Linked DNA regions of Mus musculus: region 2 is linked to region 1. Evidence: chromatin contacts called from public Hi-C data. All regions are on one chromosome and are shown on one strand. Each heading gives the region's core, a stretch centred on a gene start, on an enhancer-like site or on the middle of the called end of the contact. The rest is flanking DNA. Distances are from core to core; before and after follow the strand shown. Region 1 overlaps Slc1a2 (solute carrier family 1 (glial high affinity glutamate transporter), member 2). Region 2 overlaps A930006I01Rik (RIKEN cDNA A930006I01 gene).

Evidence for each region. Hi-C and Micro-C count contacts between places; a contact is called where the count stands out from the background.
Region 2: a contact with region 1 is called in a Hi-C map of bone marrow-derived macrophages, with 14 read pairs. The contact joins two enhancer-like sites. A contact is called at or near these places in 2 of 15 datasets of contacts at CTCF or cohesin (large pre-B cells and pro-B cells), 81 of 484 Hi-C or Micro-C datasets (the AML12 cell line, B cells, the BV-2 cell line and 53 more), 3 of 115 datasets of contacts at active chromatin or transcription factors (bone marrow-derived dendritic cells, embryonic stem cells and fibro-adipogenic progenitors) and 2 of 9 other capture datasets (embryonic stem cells and macrophages).

Annotation. Positions count from the first base shown.
Region 1 is chr2:102,699,613-102,702,369 of GRCm38.p6, forward strand. All of the region lies in intron 1 of Slc1a2 (solute carrier family 1 (glial high affinity glutamate transporter), member 2), which reads left to right. Among named protein-coding and RNA genes, the nearest start is that of Slc1a2, 42 kb to the left of the region's middle. Within about 2 kb of position 1,324, at least 19 of the 459 cell types and tissues checked have an H3K27ac peak or open chromatin away from gene starts, as enhancers often do. A contact at or near this core is called in bone marrow-derived dendritic cells and bone marrow-derived macrophages, where this site is marked.
Region 2 is chr2:103,340,426-103,343,349 of GRCm38.p6, forward strand. It overlaps A930006I01Rik (RIKEN cDNA A930006I01 gene), which reads right to left. Exons shown (of 3, transcript NR_040332.1): 2 at 1,475-1,605; 3 at 1-125. Among named protein-coding and RNA genes, the nearest start is that of A930006I01Rik, 31 kb to the right of the region's middle. Within about 2 kb of position 1,331, at least 9 of the 459 cell types and tissues checked have an H3K27ac peak or open chromatin away from gene starts, as enhancers often do. A contact at or near this core is called in bone marrow-derived dendritic cells and bone marrow-derived macrophages, where this site is marked.

The DNA of each region.
Region 1 (2,757 bases), core at 74-2,573:
TTTTTAAAGCCATTTCTTTCTTTTTGTCAGTCAATTGCATGGCTCCCAAGTGTGAACTTTATATATAGTGGCATCATGGAATAATGTCAAAAGATTGCTCCCCAACCTCAGAAGGTCACTAGAAAGAACATGAGCAGTAGATATAGTGTTCTGTGCTATGATTTTTAAAATGTATTTGCTGCAGCTGGTAAGCCACAGTGGCACTTAATTAAAGTGGGAAAGGTATAGCTGGAACATTTAAAATAAAAGCGTGCAGCACTGCACTGTTTACATGCAGTCCAGCATGAGAGGCACAGCTCAGCTCTGATCCTCCTCCAAGTGTTCAGGAGCCACTGCCTTCTCTCACTTAGGCCCTTAATTTACAGAGCAAGCCCTACAAGCCGGGACCAAAGGCAGAGCACACTCAGCCCAACTGTGCCTGAACCTGCCCAGATAGAGGGCTTGCCTGCAGCCATGCGCCATCTTTTGTGTTGTAGTGTGACACAGTGAAGCAAGCCCAAAGAGTTAGGAAAGACAAAGGACTGGCATAAAAATGCTCAACTTAAAACGTAGGTGACAACCTTTGCTGCTCCTTAAGGGCATTGCACAGTGGACTGGGAGAAGTCAGACGATTTGGGTAGATTGCTCAAGTCGGGTTTTCATCGGTCAGCTGGTGAATGGGTATCAGGATACCTGGCATGGAACTAATGAGATGGTTCAGCGGATGAAGCACTGCTACACAAGCATAAGTATCCGAGTCTGGAGTTTCAGCACTCACAAAAAAAGCCCTAGTAAGGCACTGAACCCTTGGAATCCCGGTGCTAGTCAGGTGGAGGCAGAAGGATCCCTGAGGCTCACCAGTCAGCTAGTCTAGCAAATCAGCAAGCTTCATGTTCAGGGAGAGCCCCTGGCTCAAAAAAAATGAGGTGGAGAGTAATAGAAGACACATTGATTTCTGGCTCCCCGTAGGCATGAGTGCGTGTGTGCACATGCATGATTGGAAACACATATACAAACAAAAACATGTACTTGATGATAGTAAATAGTAATGGCAGGCATGACTGACTGAACATTATTGAACAAGGATTTTCTGAAGGCCTTCACATTGTAACCAGGGACCACCGTTCTTCCTACTTTGCAGCTGAGGGAAGCACTCAGAGAGGTTTAGTAGCTTTGCCAGTGTCACACAGGTGGAGGTAGGAGAACAGGGCAATGTTCTGCAGAGGAAGGCTGTACAGCTGGTGCTGTCGCTAACTCAGCCATACTTGCATAAGGACCCAGGGAAGTGATATTACCATCATGAGTGGGAAATGGCCCTGGTGAGTGGCAGATGATGCCAGAAGATCACAAGAAGGCTGGGTGTCCTAGTGAGGAACTTTAAAGACTTACAACATGCTGAGAACCCTTGCTTTCTGTTCCTCTTGATCTTTCTGATCATGGCAAAGATTAAATCCTGCTAACAGGCTGTCTTGTCCTTGTACTGTCCCAGTCTGTTTCAGCCTCCCCTTTTAAACAGAGAGAGCAGGTGTCAGAGACTCCAGGAAGTAATAACATCTAGCCAGTCTTTATAAAGCCATTTCATGCTATCTTTATTGTCATGCTGAGGAGATGCTGGCTTTTCATGATATAGGCCATGCAAATATTTCTCTTCAAATGCAGTTTGTGCTAACCCCTTTAGAGGAAACAAGAACAAGGTGTCACTGAGACATTTCAAAGCTAACAAAAGTTGGGGAAAGGAAGGTTGATTGCTGAGTGAATGGTGGCCTTTTGCAGGTTTTCGGTTCATATACAACCCATGGTTCACACTCAACACATGCCAAGGTCACTGGGGAGAGAAGAATGCCATTCTCGCTTCTAGTTTGTTAAGAAGTGAAGCAAGCCTTTTGTGGGCTGGATAACACTAATCTTTGCACCGAAACTATGGGTGTTAACCAAGCTTGTTCTGAGAGCTGATGGCTAAAATGGGAGGATGAGAAAGACATTCATTTCTGTCTTCATTGAACCATAAAAAGTGAGTCATGCAGGATAGGCTCTGGGGTCAGAGCGTGCATCAGAACTGTGAGGAAGCAGGGCCTTCCCCATAATGGCTATGCTCAGGGCAGCTTCTGGGTGGCTTCTTTTGCTACTTCCCACCCTACCCCCAGCATGGTGAGTCTCTTCCCATAGCAGCAACTGGACTCTGTGGCAATCCCTGAAGTATGAACTGAGTCATGGTAGAACTCAGTAACTCAAAGTTTGCAGACATTTCCCCAATGTACCACCATTAGACGGAACACCATGAATTGCAGAGAGACTCCACAAAGGGAAAGGCAGAGATGATTGTCTCCAAGCTCCAGTATGTAACATGATTGTGTGGTGCAATTTTCCCTGGAAAGAGTATCACTAGGAAGGTAAGCAGCCCAGGTCTACTGTAACAGTCAGCTAGAAACGTTCTGGAAGAGGAAGAAGTCCCGAATCAGTTCAGTCAGCTTTCACCAGGCCGTGCTTCAGGAGCAAACAGTCCTTAATTTCAGAGGCTCCCAACAACTAAAGCGTGGACTTCAGGGTTTGACTGAGTTTTCTCAGTATGAGCTCCATACCAAGAAGCAAAGGTGCATCTTATAGCAAAGGGACAAAGAGCGATGACAGGACCATGGGAAAGCTCTTCATGCTTCTGCTTGGAAGGTGACAGGTGTGACTTCTACTCTGTACTTATTCAAGTTCTCAGGGGAAGGTTCTAAGACAAGAGTCTGAGTTCATTTATATCATTTGCAGGAAATGCTAGTATCGAAGTGGAAA
Region 2 (2,924 bases), core at 81-2,580, 640 kb after region 1:
TGCTATTCAGTAGCCACAGTAAAATCCTGAACAATGAGTTCAAAGGAGGAACTTTGAAAATGTTCCCTCTGCATCTTCAAGTAGAAGAAGGAGGCTGGTTCTCGCCGGTCTCTATTCAGCAGCATCTACAGGGTGAGACAAGAACAAGAGATAAAGACAGGCAGGCTGGGGAGCCGACTCAGGGTGAAGGAGTGCCTGCTGTATAAACATAAGGGCCTGAGCTTGAATCCCTGTGTTAAAAAAAAAACAAAAAACAAAAAAACGGATTAATCCTTAACACTCAGACATGGCTGTGGCACCTGTGACTCCACCAATGTGAGAAGTGGAGACAGAAAGATTGCCAAGCTAGCCAGCAGCCAGCCTAGATCAGGCTCCTTGAGAGACGGTGTCTCAATGAACTAAGGCGTAATAGACAGGGTACCCAAAGTCTTCCTCTGGTCTCCACACATGCATGGGTGTTCACACCTGCACACATGTGTGTACGCACCACACCCACACCTCCACATACACATACACAATAAAAGAAAGAAAAAATAGAGACATAAGAATTGTTTTGTGGATTATATTCTTTTTCCTCAATAATTTAAAAAAATGTTTTAAGCATAGTTACCTCACTTCCCTCCTCCCGCTCCTCACTCCAGGTACTCCAGCTGTGTCCTGTCCCTCCAATCCCCTCTTTTTCTCCCTTGCTCCCTCTCATATTCATCACCTGTTTTACTTTGATGATGATGATAATTATTATTATGGCATACATATACATCATATACATATACTCATACATATATGTATAACATACATGTACATAAATACATAAATGTAATCTGCTGAGTCCATTTACTCATGCTTGTATGCATATGATTTCAGGGTTGACCATTTAGTATTGAACAACTATAATGGGGGCTTATCCCTGGGGAAGACTAACTCTCCCTCTCTTGGCAGTTGTTAGTTATCTGTAGTCTTTTGTTCAGGGGTGTGGCCCTATCAGAGTTCCCTCTTCCATGCTAGCATGCCTATTCACACTGTCATTGTTGGGGTCTTCTTTAGACAGCCATATTGTTGAGGTATCTTGGGTAAAGCCTTCCTGTTTGTTTGTTTGTTTGTTTGTTTGTTTGTTTTTTAAGAGACACAATCTCACAGCAGATTTCCTGGTCCTCTGGTTCTTACACTCTTTCTGTCCCATCTCCCATGATGTTGGTGAGATCCTTGAGCTTTGGGTGTGGGAGTTGTGTTAGTGATGTATCCATTGGGGCTGGCCACCATACCATCATTTGTTTGCTTTATTTTGACCACAGAAAACCACAGCTGGTTTTCTAAGCTAGCTTCTGCTGAAAAGGGAAGTTTCTTTGATGAGTAGTGAGAACCACATTTATCAGACAAGGAGGGCTCTTTAACAAGGCCTGGTCTTAGGCCACAGGTCTGGGGTTAGGCCTGTAGGTATCTCGATGTCAATTGGATGGAGAGGTCATACTCTTACCCTCATCAAAAATCCATGAAAAGCCATAGACAACTTTTATAATTCAAAAGTTTCCCAAGGGCAGGCAGGATGGCTCCACAGGTAAGGAGGTTTGCTGCGAAGTCTGATAAATGGAATTCGATCACCGAAACCTGCATGGTGTAAAGAAAAAAACAGTTCTTACAAGCTGTTCTCTGACCTCCAGACATGGATCTCTCTCTCTCTCTCTCTCTCTCTCAAACACACACACACACACACACACACAAAATAAGTGTAAAATAGTTTTCACAATGTTTCTGGGTGCAAAGTCAATAAAGAAAAATGAACATATGCTTATATACCAACCACAAACATTTATAAAGAAAAATTTTTTAATATTAAAAAAAGAAGGGAAGTTTTTAACAAGCTGCATGCAAGGCTCCTATCCAGAACACAGAACATTCTCAAGAGGAAGTGAAAAAGACCAGGGTCAAAAGATGAAGACGCATGCTATTGGTTTAAAACACTCCCTATTTTAAATGTTAATTCTCTTTCTCAGTGAAGCTATGTGTCAGATAAGATCTCAAAGACATGTGTGTCTCACAATATGTGTGTCTGAGTGTGGAGGCCACAGGTTTATGCTGGGTGTCTATCTTGATCACTTTCTGCCTTATTACATAATTCTTTATTTTTATACATGTAAGTATTTTTTAACGGACTCTCTCTCTCTCTCGTACAACACATTCTAACCAGTTCCCTCCCTCTCTCCCCCAGCTCCCCTCCTCCACTTTCCCCCCAAACCACTCCTCTGGGTCCCTTCAGAAAAGAGCAAGCTTCCCAGGGATATCAACCTAGCGCAGCATAGCAAGTTACAATAAGACTAGGCACAAACCTCAGATCAAGGCTGGATGAGGGAGGCAACCCCATAGGAGGAAATGGTCCCAGAGCAGGCAAGAGTCAGAAACACCCGGCTCCCACAGTTAGGAGTCCCACAAGAACACCAAGCTACACAACCATGACCAACATAGACCCAAGTAGGTGCTGTGGTTGTTTCAGTGTCTGTGAGCCCCGATGATCCCTGCCTAGTTAATTCTGTGAGCCATGTTCTTATGTTCTCATGGTCCCCTCCACTCCTTCTGGCTCCAACAATCCTCCCTCTTCCCCCTCCCATGGAGTTCCCCTGAGCTCCACCTAATGCTTGGTTGCGGGTCTCTGCATCTGTTCTGAATCTTTTTTCTTATTTCGTTTACTTCTTTTAATTTTTTTTTTTTGAGATTAGAGTATAATACTGTTTCAGCCTTCCATTTCTTCACTCCAAACCCCTCCTTGCTGTCTCTCAAATTCATGGCCCCTTCTTTCATTAATTGTTGTTACAAATATATGAATACAACCAACTCATTCTGCCTAATGTTGTTCATGTATATGTATTCTTGTGAGACATTCTCTCACTGAACCTGAAAAACTCACCAACTGGCTACACTCGGTGGCCAGC